Regions from separate parts of the Anser cygnoides genome. Here all the other regions are linked to region 3. A link is a contact called in public Hi-C data. All regions are on one chromosome and are shown on one strand. Each heading gives the region's core, a stretch centred on a gene start, on an enhancer-like site or on the middle of the called end of the contact. The rest is flanking DNA. Distances are from core to core; before and after follow the strand shown. Region 1 has its middle 15 kb from the start of MTDH. Region 2 overlaps CPQ (carboxypeptidase Q). Region 3 has its middle 33 kb from the start of PTDSS1.

The links. A called contact is a pair of places that touch in the nucleus more often than the background predicts.
Region 1: a contact with region 3 is called in a Hi-C map of fetal liver, with 2.8 times the contacts expected there. The contact joins two enhancer-like sites. A contact is called at or near these places in 4 of 7 Hi-C or Micro-C datasets (fetal liver, granulosa cells and liver).
Region 2: a Hi-C map of liver shows a contact between it and region 3, with 2.4 times the contacts expected there. The contact joins two enhancer-like sites. A contact is called at or near these places in 2 of 7 Hi-C or Micro-C datasets (both in liver).

Annotation. Positions count from the first base shown.
Region 1 is chr2:140,194,571-140,197,278 of Taihu_goose_T2T_genome, forward strand. No RefSeq gene overlaps it. Among named protein-coding and RNA genes, the nearest start is that of MTDH, 15 kb to the right of the region's middle. Within about 2 kb of position 1,456, at least 2 of the 3 cell types and tissues checked have open chromatin away from gene starts, as enhancers often do. A contact at or near this core is called in fetal liver and liver, where this site is marked.
Region 2 is chr2:140,095,672-140,098,498 of Taihu_goose_T2T_genome, forward strand. All of the region lies in intron 7 of CPQ (carboxypeptidase Q), which reads left to right. Among named protein-coding and RNA genes, the nearest start is that of MTDH, 110 kb to the right of the region's middle. Within about 2 kb of position 1,285, at least 2 of the 3 cell types and tissues checked have open chromatin away from gene starts, as enhancers often do. A contact at or near this core is called in liver, where this site is marked.
Region 3 is chr2:139,796,058-139,798,817 of Taihu_goose_T2T_genome, forward strand. No RefSeq gene overlaps it. Among named protein-coding and RNA genes, the nearest start is that of PTDSS1, 33 kb to the left of the region's middle. Within about 2 kb of position 1,489, at least 2 of the 3 cell types and tissues checked have open chromatin away from gene starts, as enhancers often do. A contact at or near this core is called in fetal liver and liver, where this site is marked.

The sequences.
Region 1 (2,708 bases), core at 206-2,705, 400 kb after region 3:
TAATTCGGAGTCTGCAAGAGAAGCCACAGACTTTTGACTGCAGATACCTATCTATCTCCTGCTATTTCTTTTGCTTTTTCTTTCCCTGGTTGGAACATTTTTTTCTTCTTAAGAAATGGACAAGTAATAATAGAATGAAGCACACGGCACTGAAATTAGAGCTCTCTATCAGCTTCTTATGTCATGAGGTGAACTTTACTATAACTCCTCTGACTATCTGGACTTACAAAAAGGAGAGAGGGAACTAATGAGTACAGTAGGAAGAATGGCAGTAAAAATAGACTCGATTTCAACATTTACTGTGAAGCACATCAGGGTTTGAAATTTGCTATATTTTGGCCAGACTCGTATGAGGTGCTTCTGTTAAAAAATGCCCAGCTGAATTCTGGTCTGAAAGAATTCAGACACTGATTTGCATTATAGGTAGCAATTCACGTGATTCAGTAACAGGAAATGTTAGTATTCGGATGTCATAAACACATGCCAAGTGAGAAAAGTTGGTTTTGAACAGCTAAATCACTTATTGTTGTTTCAGTTAAATATTTTTTTTTTTCCAAAGAGGCTTTAGGAAAGTAATCATAAAGAAAGAAAAGTATACATCTAGGAATTGACCTAACACATAAGAAATATGGTACCCTTTAATCAAGCTACTTAATATATTTTTGAAACACATGTATCTTGAGGATGTGTTATTCAGGTTTTAGCTCCTGCTTTTATCGATGTTCCAGGTCCCATAGCTGACATCCTGAACTGGATGTCAGGGTTACATTGGATAAGCAATATCTGCCACCTGCTGGAAGGATGTTTTCTAGCACTGACGAGGCTGGCACGATTTGGTCAGGTGGCCAAAGGTAGGAAAACTGAACGAATAGGATTCTGGAAGAATCTGAGAAATTGAAACTTAATCTGTGGCACAACAGAGACCTTTAGATGTTATTTACCAGAGGGTAAATGAGCCACAGAAGAGAAACGATTTACAGCGCAATCCATGGAAGAGGACTGGAGACTCGGTCTAAGCCCTGGCCCATTGCTCTGTGCAGGATCCCACACTGCACTCATTTTAGCTCATAAACCCCACTAAAAACACGTTTGTATTCATAGCATTTTGACAGAACAATCCTCCTCTATCCATTCCGCAAGTATTTGCCAGAAATAGTGTTAACAGCATACACCAATACTGCACATTCAAAGAGAAAAGGGCCTCAGTCTTCTCTCCCTTTTTTACATAAGAAATAAGGCATTTAATTTAACCTTGGTGATAAAACTTTTAAAAAAGGGAATCAAGTCCAACGTTCCTGTCACATTATTAATAATACAGATGGCTGCTGTTACACACATCTATATTGCACATAGATAGACTTTTGCATTAAATTTCTCGGGGATTTTGACAGAACAGCATTGTTTGGCTGTGCTTCGTAGTGCATTTGAAACTGTTCCAGTTAGACCTCGAATTCATATTTCCATGATGTGAATGGATGGAGAGAAAGGGTATAACCACCTCCGAGCTAAAAGAGATAGCACATTGCCTTTGCTGCTCTTCGGTGAGCAGTGGTGTACTACCTGGCTAATACACGAGTGGGTTGCAGTTGAACTGGTGGCACTGACTGCTAGGACAATTACCCAAAATTTCCCAACCCACAGGCTTGTTATCAGTTGCATACACTTTTGCTACGCACTAATTGTTCAGTCTGGAATTTTCCATGCTGGATGTTTGCCTCGGGACAATCTTCTGGAAAACTTCAGTGAAAAGCTTTCAGCTGTTTCTGAAAACACAACTGAGGAAAAAAAAAATACATTGTTTTGACCACGTTAAAAAATTCTGGCAGGCTTTTCTCTGAATAGCTGCAGTGCAGTCATCCTTTGGTACAGGGACTTCCTGTTTGCAAGCTGGGTGGCCTATTTATTGGAGATTAACTTCCTGCTATCCTCATGAAATTTTACCAAAATTTGGCCACATTATAAAACTTGGAGCCTGTGCATAGCAGATGTTTTCAGTAGAGACCCCAGTTTTGAATTAAACTCTCCAAGACCCCATCCACCCCAGCAGGCTCCAGTCTTCGGCTGCCCCCCGGACTTTCCCCACGTTACTGTTTCTGAGCTGTTGCTGGATGAAGTCTGGGCATGCGATCTGAAAGCAAGGCTGTACCCCTGTAGTCCCTCAGTCAGTCTTGTAGTCTCTCAGCAGTCAGCATTGGGTCTCGGTGGTGATGGGAGAGAGAAAGCGGAGCTGCTCAGGCCGTGGTATGGGTGGCAAGGCATGGCATGGCATGGCAGCTGCAGCATGAGAAAGGAAAGCTGGAAAAGCTGCCAAGGTGCAATATTCATGGAAGATAAAAGGCTGAAGTGGGCAGATTCAAGATCTAGTTTGAGAGAGGATTCAGATAAGGGTCTGGAGGAGTCTGAGATTGAACAACATGTTGTCAGGAAGGGGGTATGAAAAAGAGATGGTTTTAATTAATGGTCAGATATGGTGGAAATAGTGAGAAATGTCTAGGAGAAGATGCGTGGACTAGAAGCTGAGATTGCATGAAGAATCTAAAGGAAGAGATTGGAAATCATTGTGAATGGGGAAGCTGAGGAATAAAGACTAGATGGGGAGCTAGGAGAGAAGAAATAGAGATTAGCGCTGGCTTGAGAAATCTGTCAGACTGAATTTTCCCAGCCATCATTTATTTCAAGATTCCTTGAGCAATATGGAATGCACATCT
Region 2 (2,827 bases), core at 35-2,534, 300 kb after region 3:
TCTTACTGTGCAGCCACAGCAAAGACGGGTCAGGGTGGGGACGTGGCTTTGGGGTAGGGTGGCAAGAACTTGAGCTGATGGGTGGGACACAGCATGGGTTGGAGGGAAGCCGTACAAGCAAGGAATCAGAGCAGTGTTTCTTTTTAGGACTGTCACAAGTGCAGCGGGGGGTGAGTTCTTTTGAAAAGTGCCTTCCACTAAAGTGCTGATGAAGTATTTCAGAAGCAAGCTAAGCAAAACCAAACTAACTAGCACTGGGAAATAGGAGATCCTTATGGACTGCCCACATTCTTATTTCACCCAGCACTTTAGCACCCAGATATCTGATATTTTCTCAGTATGGATGGTCCATTGGAGGTGGAGGGAGACATAGGTGGAGAGCTCAGCCTGGTGGCCAGGAATCCCCTGTTCACCTCTGCTCCATTCTCTCCTGCGTGGCCACGGGCAACTGGTTGACCTGAATTCCTGTCTGCCTTAATGGGGGACACCTCCCAGTTGAGTTATCAGGCTCAAGTCATGTAGAATTTGTAGAAATGCAAACTGTCTTTATTTCGTGTTTATAGGATGGCAGGAACCTTCACTGTTACGTGACTAATATGGATGGCTCCATGTCTGTGGGTTGCCTGAAAGGTGGATCCGTTGTTGACCAGCAGCAGCACTTATAGGAGATTTGCATCTTGAGAAGAGTTGAGCTTTAAGTGAATCATAATTTACCCTTGTTACCCTTGGTATAACACAGAGTTGTGTGCTGCTACTTAAATATCTTTAAGTAAAAGTTTTGGTGCAGTAGATTCGGCTTAAAACATAGCGAGTTGCTGTGAGGGTATGGCATGAAAGGGAAAGTCAGGGGCTTTCCCACCAGCCCAGTGCTGTCTATAGGAGGCGGCTCAGGAGAGGAGAACCTCTTGCTCTAGCACAGCCAGGTACAGAAAGAGGTCTCCTTATATCACACCTTTTCCTGGGCTTTTCTGGAGCCCTCTCAGCTTTTGCCACTAGCCTCATGCTGACATCCTGAGGGATGCGGAGGAGGGGAGCCTGCTCTCCTGAGCATCCCCAACGCTGGCTGGGGAGAGCAGTGGGCCCTTCCCCTGGGTTTCACTGGGAACTGCAGCATTGCAGTGCCCAGCTTCCAGGTTGGAGACCTAGGGCACAGCTTGGGCTGCAAAGGGGATTTGGGGCAATGAGCCGGGCTGTCAAGGTCCTGGTTGGCTCCCTGGCATGCCTTGTGCTGTGAGATGTTTCTGTTCTTCACGCAAAGGCTCTTATTAGCAATGGAGGAATCAGTCTTCATTCATAGGTGGGAATAGACACCTGGAAGAGGCCAGGAGGCTGCAAAACACTTCTGAGCATCTTCAAGGTAAAAAATACTGAGGCAGTGAGTGTTACGTGCTGGTAACAGAGCAGAGAGGGAACACAAAACCAAGCGGATGGGACAAGTGCACTGTAGTCAGCTGAAAGTGTGTGAGGAAATAGCTGCATTATTATTAAAAGACAGATGCACTGGGGAGTCCAAAGCCTAAAAGTCCCTTCATTATCAACCTAAAGGCTCCAACGAGCTGTGGCTAAAATATGAGATATCAGCCCAACAGGTCTGTTTATACAGACTTCTCCAAACAGATCTCCTGTCAGAGCTTTTGCTCCTGCAAAATCTTTCTTTTCTCTTGTGTTTTGATTTCTTTCATCTTAAAGGACATTCTGCCATTTCCCAATCTGTAAATAAAACTCGCTCTGATAAAGGTCGCCAGCTCAGTCTCCGGGAAGAACTGCCCTGCAATGAAAGGCAAAGCCAATTCGGGACTTGCCAGCGCTGCCCTTTGAAGCCTCTGCTGCCAAGGTATAATGAACATTGTCCAGCTCCTGGCACCTGCTAAACCTGCAGGAACAGCAGATCTTCCCCGTGCAATTTTTCTGTGCAGCAAAATCAGGATTTCTGGAGCTTTATAATGGGTCAGGAGAGTGCCATGGTGGGCAGAGTCGAAGTGCACCAGGAAAACATCCCTAGTGGATTTGGTGGTGCGTGTTTTGCTTGCCATGCATGCTGCGTGTGTGTATGCTGGAGTGCAGCGATCCCCTGCCAAAAGCCAGCTCCTTTGGCAACTCCTGCCTGAATTCCACGGGAAAATATTTGGCAAATCACACGCTGACATGTTTATCTTGTTAGCTGTCAGGATGAGTAAGTGTGCAAGCTGAATGCTATCATTCAGCTTGAATGGAGAAATAGCTACTGCTCATGAAATCTGACACAATAAACATATTTTCAAACATGGCTTTTGTCAGATGGGTATTTATCCTGTGTTCAGCCCCTGTCATAAGTGACCCTAAATGGACCTGTGCTCACTGGCAGCCCCAAGACCCAGCTTAGGGCTCGCTTGGTGACACTGTGCAATCCCGGGACAACAAAGCGACCCTGTTGCTTGCTTATAAATGACGGATTGAGTTAGCTCCTGCCCCGGCAGATATACATTTACATGTCTTCTAGCATCTAATTACACAGAAGCATCCCACAGAAAGCTCATATTTGGGCTTTTAATGCTAATCCAATAAAAAAAGCAATGCAGCCATTTCAAGATAATTATGGCATCAGCAACCCCCTGCCTGCTTGCAGGCAGGCATTCATGGGAACCCCTCGTGGGTGTTCAAGCAGTGTGAGAAAATAGCGAGCGCATTGAATCCCATTTCTGGGGCACAACCATTTCAGTGTGTTAGAGTACCTCAGAGCTAAGAAATCTCTGAAACATCAACATTTGGTTTCCTGCTTGATCTGAGCTGGCCTCGCCTGAGGCAGGGTGTGATACCATACTGCTCCGTTGTTTTCCAGAATTAAGAA
Region 3 (2,760 bases), core at 239-2,738:
ATAGCAGTACTTCTTTTGTTCTGAAGGATGTCAGATCCGTTGCCTTCGACAAAATATACTTGGCTATTCTCGACAGAACACCTTGAGCAGATCCTCTACAACTCTTCTGGAGCGTGTCTTCCACCCAGCTGCTCACTACAGACAGCTGCAGCAAAATGTATCAACCTTCTTCATGCTTTAAAGAAGAGTCCAAGCCGTGGTTATCTCAAAGGGCTTTGGAAATGTTCGGTAGCAATCATTTTTTCCCAGCTCCTTTCTATATCTTTAACTTGGATCCTATCTTGTGTTTCCTTCATTGCTCAGACCAGGATCGGTGTCTCATGCTTGGACTTCGCTTCTCTCACACAGGAGCACTCGTGCTGCCCTCAGCAGTCTAAATTGTATTATGATAAGGCCAAGGGAGTTTTTACTTCAATTTGGGGGAAAAAAAAAAGTCTGGGAAAGAATGTAAATTGTAAACATTGAATTCCTATAATCAGCAACAACGTAAGTGCCAGACTATACTAAGCATACACATGGATTTAATTTTCATAGTTTTCATGGATCTCGGCTTGCAGATGATCGTGAAATAACTGGATAGCTTATTTAATGCGTTTTGGAGTAGGGGAATTTACAGCAGTAGCATTCCTATGGATGTCATCCAGAGTATGTTCTGCAATTGCTGTGCCCTCCAATTCAGTGTTTCAGTGGGTTTTGCTTAAAAAAAAAAAATGCATAAAATGCTCTCGTGTATGTACATATATATCTATCAGGTGAGCCATCTCATCAAAACGCTCAGCCTGATTGAGTGTAGCCTCTGTGACAGTGACTACTGTGTGTCTGGGTGCTTGAAGGCGTCCAAGTCTGTCTGTATGCACACAGTGTCCAGGAGGATGGACACGAATCCGAGCGGCAGCCTCTAGGTGCTGCTGTAACACAAACACAGAGAATGGGACCTGGATTTTCAAACGTTGCTTCTAATTTTGGGCTGCCAGCTTTAGCCACCCTGGCTCAGTTTTAAAGGCTTCGTAACTCCTGTTGACTTTAATTACATGTGCCAGACAAGCAGGCCTGCAAAGTGCCCGTGTTGTCAAACTTGCTGCAGAACAACCAAAGCAAAATAAAATCAAATGAGTAGCTTTGGGGAGGCTTTTAATTAAAACGTGAAATGATAGCTCTTGTCTTCGGAGAATAAGCGAGAGAAAGACTTCTATTTTGGTTGCTACCAAGCGTACAGACTACCAATTTGTTGTCCCAGTACCTTCCCTGTTTGCAGGAAGCTCTGCTCTCTGCAGAAGATCTTTGGGCTGAAGCCCTGGGCAGGGCTCTTCTGGCTCTCCTCCTCTTACCGCTGCCCTTTGTGCAGGGCATCGAGGTGGGACAGGGTGACCGCTGTTGGAAGGGGTGGTTTGGTTTCTGCTCCCAGGAGCGCTGCCGCACCAGGCTCGCCTCCGTTTCAGCCTGTTGCAGCGAAGCTCTGAGCTCGTCTGCTTGCTCAGATGAGCCCGTCTCTCCTCCCTGCAGCCTGGTTTGGGAAAGGGAAGCCGCTGTGCAGATCAATATTGCCTCGCGTCTTTATGTGGCTCAGAATTTGGAAGAGTTCAGTGGGCGTTCAGGACTTCATGCCATCCCCAAAGAATTTCCATTTTTCCAATAAGAGTCAGTTGTCATCGAGCATTTATTTTAAAGGTTTCGAAAATCCTTTCAGTCCCAAACCTCAATGGGGCACCTGACTTGTACCATTTACCATGACTTCTGTCTGTCAGCTTTGAGATGTTCCTATTGACCTAGAGAAAAAGAAGTCTAGATCGTTTAACTTGCCTGTGGGGAGCTGGGGGAAGAAATTACAGCTCTCATTCCTTGGGACAAAACATGATGTCCTTGCTTTTCTGAATCTCCTCTGTACAGGGTCACCACCAGTAGAAACCTGTAGTGGTGTCCTTGTAGCCTGACTTCAGTACTTGCTTTCACAAAGCTCTCAATGGACAGGAAAAAGAACATGGTGAAAAGTACCACTAAAGGGAACATTTCCATTAATTAAATAAATGATCTGGAAGAAAACTAGGACCTTGTATTGAATTAGCAGAGACATTTAGGGTTGGTGCTGGTTTTTTTTCTCCGCTCTGTGCTGTACGAGCAGCAGGTGATGCAAAATGGTGCTTGGAACTCGTTGAACATTCGTGGCTCTGCCCACTAGCTGACTTTGCTGTACTTGGATCACAAATCCGGATCTGCATGTTCCGTTTGCCCACGTTTCAAGTGCATTTGGAGTGGTGGCACGGAGATCGGGGCGGAGAAACCAGCTGCGTTAGAGCTGAAATGCGATTTCCTGGCGATGTTCTCTAAACAACCCAAAACATCTCAGGCTGAAGTGTTCCCCTTGTTGACTCCAGGTCCAGGCAGCTTGTGTTGTTCATTGGGGCCCATTGCTTTCCACAGCAGTAACGTCATTACCACTAACGACCTTTCATGCTGTACTTTTTTTTTTTTTTTTTTTCCTTGCACCACTCCAATGTCAAAGGAATTTCTCTGAAACAATGCATAGGACATTGCAACATTGATGGGGGGGGGTCAGTAAGTTCACGTTGAAGATCAGAAACGGGGACAAAGGGTAAGTGACTTGTCTATGTTTCCTCAGGAAGCTGAAGACAAAGATTAGAGTAAGATCCCAGATCTTCAGTTCCCAGGCTGTAACCACAAAATTATCATGGGACTCGCTAAAAAAAAAGTGCTTCTGTAGTAAATCCAAAAATGTTATCCACATTTCTTAATCCCTACAGA